Regions from separate parts of the Mus musculus genome. Here region 2 is linked to region 1. A link is a contact called in public Hi-C data. All regions are on one chromosome and are shown on one strand. Each heading gives the region's core, a stretch centred on a gene start, on an enhancer-like site or on the middle of the called end of the contact. The rest is flanking DNA. Distances are from core to core; before and after follow the strand shown.

Region 1 (5,897 bases), core at 1,595-4,094:
GTAATAAAACTGAGCCAACCTGAAATTGTTTATATTCATTGAAAGCAAGGAAACATTGAGACAAAATAACAGAAACCCAGAGTCTAAGATGTGATCTTGAATATTGCTGTGGGGAAAACAAAACAGCCCATTCACCAGGTTGTCGGTAACTTGAAAGTCAAGCACAGTTGTGTTTTTAGCATGTTCTGTTTCTCACCTAGAAGTTACCAGTGTAGCATTTCTAGGAAGGCACAATTGCATTCTTATCATAATGCAAGGAAATGTGGGGTGGTTGTTCTCTGATGTGGTTGAAATTGACATCACATAACTAAATGATTTATGATTTTTATTAAAAGCAGACGTAGTAGAAGAGGGAATGCTTGATGTCATCTGAGTTCTGTTAGTGGTTGAGAACAGGAAAGATATCAGGTTACACTTTAGTTCCACTGTCAGCTTTGCCCCAACCCAGACCTTGGGCAAGTTGCTTGTTTCTGTCTGTATATCTTATTTGAAATGAATGTAATACCTAGGTCAAATTGTATCTTTGAGGAAGAATGATGATAAATCTCCAGATGATAATAGTTGGTGCATTCTCTGGTTGGTTGTTTTTTTTGGTTTGGTTTGGTTTGGTTTTTGGCATATAGGGTACTTTATTAGTTAATTCTGTCCTTCAGTAATCTGGTCAACCCAGCAGCAGCTAGAAGTAGTGTAGGGTTCTCATTTGGAGACATGTTCCCTAGCTCTTTCCTTGACTCCTTGACTCCTTTATGTAGTTCAGCTCTGGTCCTATGTGGAAACTGGCTTCACCTTCTCTCAGTTTTGCTGACTCACTGTGAAAATACAAAATCCTATTCCTTTGACTGCCTGCATCACTCTCCTCTAGAAACCTTGCTAATTCCATCAGTCCAGGGCTTGTTTCCATTTCATATGTGTCCTCAGTACCTGGGTCATAATTTCTCCCTACCCTCTGCTGCTGTTCTCCATAGTTTATGACACATACGATGCTGGTTCATCATTGGTCCAGCCTGCCAGTTTCTCTCTATCTCCACGTTGGCTCTCTGCCCTCCCATTTCTGCCTACCTTCTCCTAACCCTCTTGTTTCTGAAGCCCTAGTACTCTTCTCTGCTTAGTAAGTCTCAAACCAGTGCCTCTTCCACACTTCCACATCTTGAGCCACTTCTGGACTTTAGCCTATCACTCATGATCATCTGCCTAGCAAGTCTGTACGTCAGCCCCACGCCCATAGCCCTCCTAACTGTCCACCTTGTTCACTGTGGTTGACACCACATGCTTTGCCCCTTTCTGTAATCTGACGGTTGAACATGGGAAGAAATCCTTAGAGACATACTAATTTGCTTCCCTAAAATTTGTGGTTCCCATTTTGTTTGGGACTCTTATTATGTCTGGGCTTTACAAACCTGATTCTTTAGCACATTTTCTTCAGCGACTATTAAATGTTTTCCATTTTTCCCTATATTTCCAGTTCTAACTAGAATCACTCTCCCTCTTTCTTGGAAGATTGTTTCCACTCTCCCTGAGTGATGGCTGCTCTTTGCTGCTGTGTGCTCTCGTGAGCAGAATGTTGTACATGTGCATTGTGTCCATGAGGTCTGGCTTAATTTCAAAGTAACAAGACTAATGCTTGTCTTTATCCCAGGCTTAAAAGGTAGCCATCTTTGAAATAAATGCAACTCTTCATTTGCATGCCTATATTTTATCCTTCAGTGATCTGCATTTATTGAGTACGCTGTATTGAGAAAAATTAGAAAAGGAACAGCAAAACCCCACACGCAGCCCATGACACAGATAGATAATGAAGGCAACAGAAGTAGTAATTGGTTATCCGTTTCCTTTTGTTCTTTCTGAAACTAAGGAACTGAGTAAGTCAATGTGGAAAGCAGTGTTTCTCGTACAAGTGTGCCCTGGTATCTTCATTTTGGATAGAAATGCTGGTACCTTATATATGTGCTATTCACATTGATGCTTGTTGCTGGAGAAAGTAAGATAAGAGGTTTGATCCACTGAAGGAATTTGGGCCGCCATGTTGTAGACCCAGACAGAGCTGAGCTAGTAGTTTAGAGGCCATAGTTGATGATTGTTTGGCCAGAGACTCTTCCTCCATCTCATAGTCTCTCAGTAAACCATATAAAAGAAGAACTTAGGGTAGTGCTAAGTGTCCCATCTCTAATACTTTCCCAGTCCGATCTAAGTGTTTATCTTAAAAGAAGCGTGTGTATCCAGGCACTCCCAGTTTCATTTTATATAACTTACTATGAGAAACAAATGAAATGAGTTCTTTTTTATTGAGGCTTTAAAAGCACAGAAGGAAGATGGTCCTTGTAGAATGCAGGTAAGAGCCCAGAAACAGCAACAGGAGAGCATTAGCAATCCTATTGCACAACGGTAGAGTTTTCTGTTTTGCACATTTCCTAACTTGAATACTCTCTAAAGTGCCATTTTTGTGTCAGATATGGCGTAGGTGATGTCATAAACAACAAATCTCAGTTTGAGATGACAGCATATTACTTGGAGTTTTGTTAACAAATACATGAGTGTAAATTGTTTTAAGCTTCATATTAAGCTTTAATGGGCAAAGACATAAATATTTTGCCTCTGTTAATGTTTAACTCCAGTAACAGTAAATCTTTTAAGTCCACAGAAACATGAAGTCATTGCACAATGAGCACTGCATTATAAATGTATTCTCTAGAAGTGATTTATGCATCTGACTTTTATGGCACTGAATTTCAAAACCTCATAAAAAGTCACTTTAGAGAAATGTCATGCTGACCTGTGTGGGAGAGGTAAAGTCTGTCTGTCTGTCCCTCCTATCCCAGCTGGAGTTTTACTTACATAGATTTGGGTACTTGTGCACTGCAGACAGCAAGTACTTGTTAACTAGATGAATATGTAGCACACATGTGACTTGTGTATTAATGACCTTTCTGAAATTTGAGGTTTTTTTTGTTTTTTTTTTTGTTTTTTTTTGCCCCACATGGCATAGTTTCTTTCTTCTGTCATGTCATTAATCCTCCTGATTGTGCAATTGCAAAAATGTTAGTGTGTCTAGGCTGTTGTCTCACAAGAGTCACAAACTTATTATATTTATTTTTAAAAACTCATAGCAAAGCATCTTTAATATAAGTCTGTTTTAATATTTTGGCATCTCCTACACATTGACTTATCACAGACGATTTTGTCTTTATTTTACTTTAAATGAAGCACTGTTTTCAGAGATGATTTCCTTAAATCCATCTGCAGTGAAAGAATGTAATTAATCTGACATTTTGTAAAGGTTTCATTGAATTATATTCTTGTCTTGTGCTGTACAGGGGTAAGTACTTATAAGTGTTCAGCTAAGATTAGCTTTAAGATGTGTTAAGGGAAAAAGATAACAGTACATATTTTATGATCAATATATTTTAATTAGTCAATTTTCAGATGAACTTGTCCATCTGTAAGTTGTAATCAGGATATGCCCAAGCACAAAAAAAAATATAATTTAGAGCCTAACAAATAGAAGAAAGAATTTTGAATATGTGTATGAGAAGCTCATGGCCAAGAACATGTTGGTCTGCATGTGACCTAGTGTATCGACACATTTGACAGTCTTCAGGGGCAGGGAAGCTTGACTTGGGCTTTCAAAAAACAAATAATTCTTCTTTTAATTTTTTTCTTCCAGATTACATGAATTTTGTTATCATTTGTTTATTAGCCACAATGAGTTAATTTAGACTTCAAAGTAAACATGCCTGCTTCTTGGGAGAATTTACAATTTTTACTTTACAGATGTCCGAGTTCGTGTGTATAACTTTTTGAGGGCATATGGACCCTTGCTTCAAAGTTTAGAAACTGTATTAAGTCTCCCGTGGCAGGGAGTCCCTCTGGGGGCTGATGGACATTCACCAGGAGAAGGCATGAAATATGCTTCCAAGGCTTTATCTTCTTTCTAGCCTAATGACTCTGCTCTTTAACTGAAATAAAGCGTCCACTCAGAAGCAACAATAGAGGACCTCATTTAAGATGAGTTTCCCCTCCCTTCTTGTTAATCATTACAAAAGTTGCTCAGACAGGCATCAGGCAGGCCCATGGACCTCCATGCCCTGTCTTGACTTCAATCTGTTGTCTCCACTTCTTTCTCATAGAGTCATTTATCTTCAGCAACATCTGTAGAGTCAACTCATTTGCTTTCTAACTTAGAAAAAAATATGAATGTTTGCCTTTGTTTGATTTTTCTCTCATTTGCCTTCATACTTTAGCAACTTCCTGATCTCTTTGTGCCAAGAATATGAAACTGATTTTCAAAATCCTCTTTTACTGTGTATTTGTGGCGTGCATGTGTGCATGCCACTGTGGGCCTGTAGAAGTAGAAGGACAGCCTCAGGTACCAGTCCTGCCTTCTCTGTTGTTTGAGACATAGTCCCTTATGTTCTTCATCTCTGCCTAAGGTAGGCTAGCTGCCCCGTGAGGATTTTCCTATTTCTGCCTCCCATCTTGATGTGAGAATGCTAGGGGTTACAGTGTATGCTTCCATGCCCTGCATCATGTGGCTTCTGGGGATTTGAACTCAGGTCCTCATACTTGTGCAGTCAGTATTTTATCCACTAAGCCATTTCTCCAGCCCACAAAAAAATTTTAATGTCAATTTAAGCCAATTTATTAATAGGGAAATATCTTGATAATGGAGATTTTAACTATTAAAAGACCAAGGCCAGGTAAGTAGCTGCCTTGTTCATTAAGAAATCCTCAAACATCATTAGTAGGTCATTCCAGTGGTTAAGGTCCATCTTTAAAACACACACACACACACACACACACACACACACACACACACACACACCCACAGGAGTGGATAAGCATATGCTGCACAGTGGATATTAGCCCAAAAGTTCAGAATACCCAAGATTCAATTCACAGACCATATGAAGCCCAAGAAGAAGGAAGACCAAAATGTGGATACTTCATTGCTTCTTAGAAGGGTGAACAAAATACTCACAGGGGGAAATATGGAATCAAAGTGTGGAGCAGAGACTGAAGGAAAGGCCATCCATAGACTGCCCCACCTGGGGATCCATCCCATTTGCAGCCACCAAACCCAGACTCTATTTTGAAAGCCAGGAACTGCTTGCTGATGGAAGCCTGATATGGCTGTCTCCTGAGAGGCTCTGCCAGAGTCTGACAAATACAGAGGTGGAATGCTTGCAGCCAACCATTGGACTGAGTGCAGGGTGCCTGATGGAGGAGTTGGAGAAGAGACTGAAGAAGCTGAGTGGGTTTGCAGCCCCATGGAGAGAGCAACAGTGTCAATCAACTGGCTAGACCCCCTAGAGCTCCCGTGGACTGGACCCAACCAAGGAATACACATGGAGGGACTTGTGTCAGGCCGCATATGTGGCAGAAGATGGCCCTGTTGGACATCAGTGGAAGGAGCAGCCCTTGGGCCTGAGGGTGTTCGATGCCCCAGTGTAGGGGAATGCCAGGGTGGGAAGACAGGAGTGGGTGGGTGGGGGAGCACCCTCATAAAGGCAGGGGTAGGGGGGATGGGATAGGGGTTTCCGGAGGGGAGACCTGGAAAGGGGAAAACATTTGAAATGTAAATAAAAAGCATATGCACAGGAGTTGAGGGTTGAGGGCAAGAGAGAGGGAGGAAGGGAGAGAGAGAGAGAGAGCACAAGCTGCCTCCTGAACTCATCAGGGGACTAAGGTTATAACAAATGTCCAGCCCAGGAACAGGGATGCTGAGCCAGAGAAAAACAAGCATTTGTTCACCCGAGGCAAACACTTCTGGATGCTTGTAGCAAGACCAAGCTAGAGGTTTTGGTGAATTGCTAGAGGTGGGGTGAGAGAGTGAAGTCTCTGGACTTGCAAACTCAGTAGCAACCTTTTACCCTTCTGCAAGCTAATAAAGAAACCCAACC
Region 2 (6,451 bases), core at 3,459-5,958, 200 kb after region 1:
TACAATGGCTCAGCTTAAGATTTTTGAGCCATATAATGGTCTGAAAGCAACGTACATTTGGTAGAATCTATACTTTGATCTTGAATTGTGATATTGTTATGAGATAGTGTTATTAATACACTGCTCTATGCAGTTCCAGAAAACAGTAGAAAACCACAGCTCCCAAGGAAGAAAAGCAGTAGTCTAAGATATTCCATTTCCCAAAACTCTGCTGCCCTACAGCTAGATACATAAGTGGAGTTTTTACTAAGGATAGTTAATTCTTTTTACATTGATTGGTTGATTGATTGATTGATTGATTGACTGGGGAAACTGGTTCTCTCCTTCTACCATGTCATTTCTAGGGACTAAACTCAGGTTGTCAGGTTTGGCAGCAAGTAGCTATACCTGCTAAGCCACTCACTGGCCTACAGGATACTTTCAACCTCTTGTGAGTTTACCGGACTATAACCGCTTCAAAATTTGAAGAGCATCTGTTGCTTAAGTTGATAAAGTACATACATACTTAGAATTCTTTTGTCCTCTTAATATATTGGTCCTTCTGCCATTATGGAATGTCTATATCTGGTAAGACTTCTTGACTTGAAGTCTTCTTTAATATAAAAATAGCTGTTCCAGCTTTCTCTCCACATAGTTTTGTATGCTGTCTTTCTTCATCTCTTTTTGTTTTACTTAGTCTCTGTCTGTATGTGTGTCTAGAAATCTTTTGTAGGTTTTGATTATTTTAATCTAGTCTGATGGTCTGTGTCCCTTAATATTTAGTTTGTTTATACTTAACATAACAAATGAGTTTATTACGTTTAAGTCTTACATCTTTCTTTTTTCAAATTTTTTAATTTCCTTTGTTTTTAATTCCTTTATTTTCTCTTCCAATGTTCTTTTGGTTTGTTGAAGTGTTTTGGCATATATCTTGATGTCCCTTTTACCTCTTATTGGCTTATTAACTCTATTGCTTCATATATTTTGGTAATATGTGCAGTAAATATGATCTTTACTTGACACATAAATTTATATATATAATACCTATCATAATTAATATTACAATGTTTCATACATAATCTAAATGTCTAAATCTATAAAAGGTGAGTCTCTTTATGCCCCTAGTTAGCCTTTGTGCTATGATATCCATATGTTTTGATTTTTCATGTGACTTTTAACAGTCAAACAGCTTTAAAAAATTTTTTTTCTAATCAAAGGAAAACTATAATCTACTTCATTCTGGTTCTAGATAAAGGTAGCAGAGAATGATTTTTTTGAGAGTATCTTACTATGTAGCCTTGGCTGTCTTGGAGCTCACTCTGTAGACCAGACTGACCTCCAACTCAGAGATCTGCCTGCCTCTGCTTCCCTATTGCTGGGAAGGGTAAGTCTCAACACCCAACAGAAATGTATTTTTAAAATCTCTCTTTGTTTTTTTAGAACAAACCATCAGAGAGATGACATTTAAGCCAAGAACACTGAGACTTAGAGTCATTACCTAAAGAAAATTCCTCCTGCATGACATTCAGGTGCCTCTACCTTCCCTTGTAGACTTCCCCGCTAATAGTACATCCTCACTGTTACAGATCACCACTGCAAAAATTCTTATTCCCCTTCTCATAGATAAAGTATTCCCAAAGATACATAGCTAGCTTCTTGTAGACCAGGCAGTCAGCCACTTGAGCTTCAACCTCACTGTACATTCAGAGACAGATAGACATAGTCCCCACCCTCTTTGCCACTTGCCCATGGTCCCTTCCACAGGGACCAAGTAGCATGCTGTAGAGAAGAAATGCGTGCAGCAGTTTAAGGGCACTGACCTTGGAGTCCTGGCAGCTGGTTTAAACCTGTCTCTGTCATTCAAGGACTGTGCAACTTTGGGGATATGCACAATCCTCCCAGGTCTTTGTCTCCTTGTCTTTAAACTGGTAAAGACTTGTTTAGAGGGGTAGTATGTGTCACATAGGGTTCTCTGTGTTGACATCTAACAAATTACCACAAACTCCCCCTTGTGAAGCACCACAGGTTATCGCTCCAGAGTTTTGATGGGCTATGAGGCCTACATACCATGCATGAGTCCAGACAGCTGCAATTAAGATTTAGGCTAGGACTTTTCTAAGTTGATTTGGGATGTTGGCAGAGTTCTGTTCCCTGTGGTAGTTGGATGCCATGCAGTTCCCTGTGTTCTTCCTTATTGGATGTCACCTGGAGATCACTCCCAGTTACTAGAAGCTGGTTTCATTCCCTGCTTAGTGGCCCCTCAATTTTTAAGCCAGCAGCAGTACATCAAATCCTCCTCATATTTCCAGTCTCTGACTTATGTGCCTAGCCTACACACCCAGATTTAAAGGAACCGTTCCACTGACAGTTTCCCTTTATTAACATCATCTGTACATATTGCCAGAAAACCTATTGCCAGAATGGAATCCACTGGCTTCAGTATCTCAGCTGTTACAGGGAACATGGAGTTTTAGAATTCTGGCTTCTGGCTACTGTGTAAGGTAATGTAAGTATATGTCTGGTAGCGTCTGGCATGTGGTGAGCTTGCAATAAAAAATAGCTCTCAGTGTGCTTTCTTACAGAGCAAAGATTTTAATTTTAATAGGTAATAGTATCAATAATAAGGCATACCCCAGTAATAATCTCCAAACCCCAGTGACCTGACCAGAGACTCTAAAATCTTAGACTGCTGACTCCTGTAGTTTTATTATCTTGATGCCAACACAGCTAATTAAAAAAATGGAAAAAAATCTCACTCTTTAGTTGTATAATTTGTATAAAACTAACTACTTTAAAAGACAAAACAAAAAGCAAAATAAGATACCTTGGTATTGTGTAGGTAACTTACACCTGTCTAGATTAGGGTGGGTGACCTTTTATAGTACTGTCTGCCTATGAGACAGTGAGATCTATGCATAGATGGCGTGATTGTTAGTGAATTTCGATGTATACCCCTCAGGCTGGTCCTAGCAGAGGCCTAGTAGGATCTTAGAATAGAGCTGAATCCCCAGTGTACCTACTTCAATGGTTTGTCACACATAAAGTCATAATATAAAAGGAATCACTAAGATAGTTCAAAAATAGCTCCTTAGACAACACATGGGAGTAATTCATCATGAGCCTTCCCAAACCATTTTCCATTTCCCTTCTTGCCTCAAGGTCAGAAAGAGATGTTTTTCTTACCCTCCCAAAGCAGTCCATGCCTTCCCATGGGTTGTGTTTCACTATACACTCTTTTATCGTTTGACATCCAGTTGTCTGTAAAGAATCATTTTCTTTTTAGCAAATACCTTTTTAACTGTATATTATGGATTATTTCACTGACTTTCACTGTTGATATTTTAATATTTTCAAATGTACTATGGGTTGTTTGGGTTTTTTTCCTTCAAAGTGTTTATTAGTAAATGCTCTAATCCAGTCTTATGCATTTGTCCTTTAAATAAAACTTCTAAATATAGGTTGACTCCTTGATTCAAGAGATAGACATAGATGTGACATCATAGTTTACATCTCAATCTCCAGTCCTCTCCATGGTCCCTGGGGGCCCCCTAGGACTCTTGTATTACAATCTGGAAATCTTAGTTCCAATTGGGTCCTCATAGCAGGGAGGGTAGGCATGGCCTGAGACCTCCTCAGAGGCCATGGCATGACATCCAAGTGGTTACAGTATAAACTCCTTTGTATGTTTATTTCCCCAGAAGTTGACCACCCCTCTTGGTTCTCTGTTGTTAGCTCCAAGAGTGCCTTGCTAGCGCCTTGTTTCTATTGAGCCTAAGCTATAGAAAGCCTTGGTCCCACCTGTCCCCGTGCCTAGTGAGCTGGCATCTTGGGAACCCACTGGCTCTGTGCTTCTCATCACACTCAGTTCTAGGGAAAACCTTGGTGGAGGCCAGATAACTCTCTCTAGGCCATGGTTTTGTCCTATCTCTTCCCTTCATATCTGTGCTCCTGGAACTCCAGTCTGACATCTAAGGATACAAAGTCTATCAGGAAGGCAAGAGATCTGTGAGTTTTGCTTACTCATATCCCAAGATCCCTGGACAAAGGGGACAGAGGAGCTAAGGCAGAAAGAGGAGTCACTGGCTGAAGGCAGAGCAGCCCATGCTAGACTCCAAGGAAGCTTTGTCCCAGGGCCCATGGGGTCAGATCTTGGGACCAACACTCAACCCAGCAGTGATTCGTGAACTTTTTTTGTCTCTTGCTTTGCCCTATTTCCTAGGACCAGTTCCCTTTAAAAACTCCCAACCTCATCTCAACTGAACTCCCCTTGGGAGAAGAAAGGGAAATTCTCAGGCCTTGGTCTGTCTGAACACCCTGAGAGGACAGTGTAGGTCCCTGTCCTCTTGAGCTGACAGGACTTGAGAAGGCTGTCCAATGCCTGCCATCCTGCCTGCCTGGGTTTCTCTGTGAAGCAGCTCCTGCATCCCTCTGAGCTTTCCCTCATGATTTAAAAATGTAGATGCTATCTATGGAAAGAAAGGTGAGATAAACAACATGGAATGAGAATCTTCAAGGGACATGGTTTGTTTTTACTGACAGAAGAGGGAGCAACAGGGATGGGAGGAATCCAGTTCTGCCTGACAACAGGCATCCTCTCCAAATTGCGTAGGTCAGAGAGAGTGTGTTATTTATTAGAGTCTGACATCTGTTGCTGTGATATGATAAGCTCCATTAAAAAGCCTGGCCATCAGTCAGCTGCTTATACAGCTTCATCCCAGAACTAGCCTCTCACTGGCCTGGGAGCCTGCACAGCCCTGACTGTACCAGGCACCAGCATTTGCAATGCTGCCCTGCCTTACCTCTTGCTGGGAAAGCCAATCAGAGCAAGTCCCCTCAGCAGGACCCCTTGGCCCATCTTTTCTCAGGCTTCTTTCTGCTTTTCCAAAGCTCTGTAGCTCTTGTGGTTTTGAGCTCTCTGTCTACCCCTCTTTCTCAGTGGAAAACAGGGTTGGGCCATAGTTTTAACCTCAGTCGTACAAGCCAAGATGCTGGCTTAAGTTGGGCTTATCAGGGGAGAGCCAGAGGTGGGAGGCATCTGGCCCATTGTCCAGTTTTTGCTAGGAAAGTCATGGTGGGGACTACTGAGTGCTCAAGCATGAAATCTAGTTATATCAGCCCCTGCCGTGGGGAAAGTCTTCTCCATCACTTTGTGAGGTTGCCAGATTGTTTGTGAGATATAGTCAATGTTTTCTTTCTTAGAAAAATATACAGCCGGGCAGTGGTGGAGCACGCCTTTAATCCCAGCACTTGGAAGGCAGAGGCAGGTGGATTTCTGAGTTCGAGGCCAGCCTGGACTACAGAGTGAGTTCCAGGACAGCCAGGACTGCACAGAGAAACCCTGTCTCAAAAACCAAAAAAACAAACAAACAAATATATATATATAAAATAAACAAATATATATATATATATATATATATATATATATATATATATATATATATATATATATATATACACACACACAAAAAGAAAGGGTAGAGAAGTTCTGAATTGGGGTTTTTAAATAACACACCCAAGAGGAATGTACATTGACTAATAGGATCAGAGTTCCCTTTGAACCATTGGAAGAAGACACATATAAGAAACCAAAGAAAATGCAAAGCTGAGAGTTAGGAGACTTGGATCTCATCCAGGTACCACTCTTAACTGCCTGTGTGATCTTGGGAAGGGCATGCCATTTTCTGGGCCTTGGTACCCTCATCTGAAAGCATCAGGCAAGTATCTACCTGTTATCACTAAACTGTGATCGATTCATGGAAATTTTAAGTGAAAAGTATGTTTAAGATAGCATGGCATAGTTTTTTTTATCTGTATTGAAAAACATCCATCCCTGTTAGCAGAGGTCAGATACAAACTGAAATCTTACTCTATAGAATTAAGGACACTGTGTACGTGATACTGTTTGTACAGCCTGCATCTGATATTTATAGAACACTTTGGCTGTGGAATGTGCACGCATATGCCCCGAATACACACCCTGTAAAATCACTCTAGATGCAATACATTTTCAGATGTCAAGTTAAAACAGCTTCCTGGGAATTAGGCTTGACTGTTCAGATGTGTGTGTGCTGGCTTCTGACACATGCCGCTAGGGCTGCTCAGGGCTGTCATGTGTGATGTGGAGGCCAGCCAAGGCAAGAGGGCTCAGACTCTTGTTTCTATCACTTCTCATTAAGGCAGAGATTGGAGGAGGAAGAGGAGGAGGAGGAGGAGGAAGCACCATCAGAGGATGGTCAGAGAATGGGGACTGTTCATACTGTGCAGATTATTGTGACAAGCAACAGGCCTTGCTTCTGCAGGAACAAGACTCTCTCTTGCCTGTCATCGGATCATTCAGCACAAGGAGCACTGGTGGCAAGAACTGATTCATGCCTGCTGAAGTGGAGTTGATAGAAATAAGCAAAAGAGTGACTAGGCAAATAGCTCTCTTGTCTTTCCTCAGTGATCCACAAAAGTCATAGCCAGCAGCAGA

Evidence for each region. A called contact is a pair of places that touch in the nucleus more often than the background predicts.
Region 2: a contact with region 1 is called in a Hi-C map of uterus, with 2.7 times the contacts expected there. The contact joins two enhancer-like sites. A contact is called at or near these places in 9 of 484 Hi-C or Micro-C datasets (embryonic fibroblasts, muscle stem cells, nephron progenitors and 1 more), 3 of 115 datasets of contacts at active chromatin or transcription factors (CD8 T cells, fibro-adipogenic progenitors and heart atrium) and 2 of 9 other capture datasets (adipose tissue and liver).

Annotation. Positions count from the first base shown.
Region 1 is chr5:31,860,252-31,866,148 of GRCm38.p6, forward strand. All of the region lies in intron 6 of Babam2 (BRISC and BRCA1 A complex member 2), which reads left to right. Among named protein-coding and RNA genes, the nearest start is that of Gm52770, 140 kb to the right of the region's middle. Within about 2 kb of position 2,845, at least 32 of the 459 cell types and tissues checked have an H3K27ac peak or open chromatin away from gene starts, as enhancers often do. A contact at or near this core is called in uterus, where this site is marked.
Region 2 is chr5:32,060,248-32,066,698 of GRCm38.p6, forward strand. All of the region lies in intron 11 of Babam2 (BRISC and BRCA1 A complex member 2), which reads left to right. Among named protein-coding and RNA genes, the nearest start is that of Gm40277, 27 kb to the right of the region's middle. Within about 2 kb of position 4,709, at least 23 of the 459 cell types and tissues checked have an H3K27ac peak or open chromatin away from gene starts, as enhancers often do. A contact at or near this core is called in uterus, where this site is marked.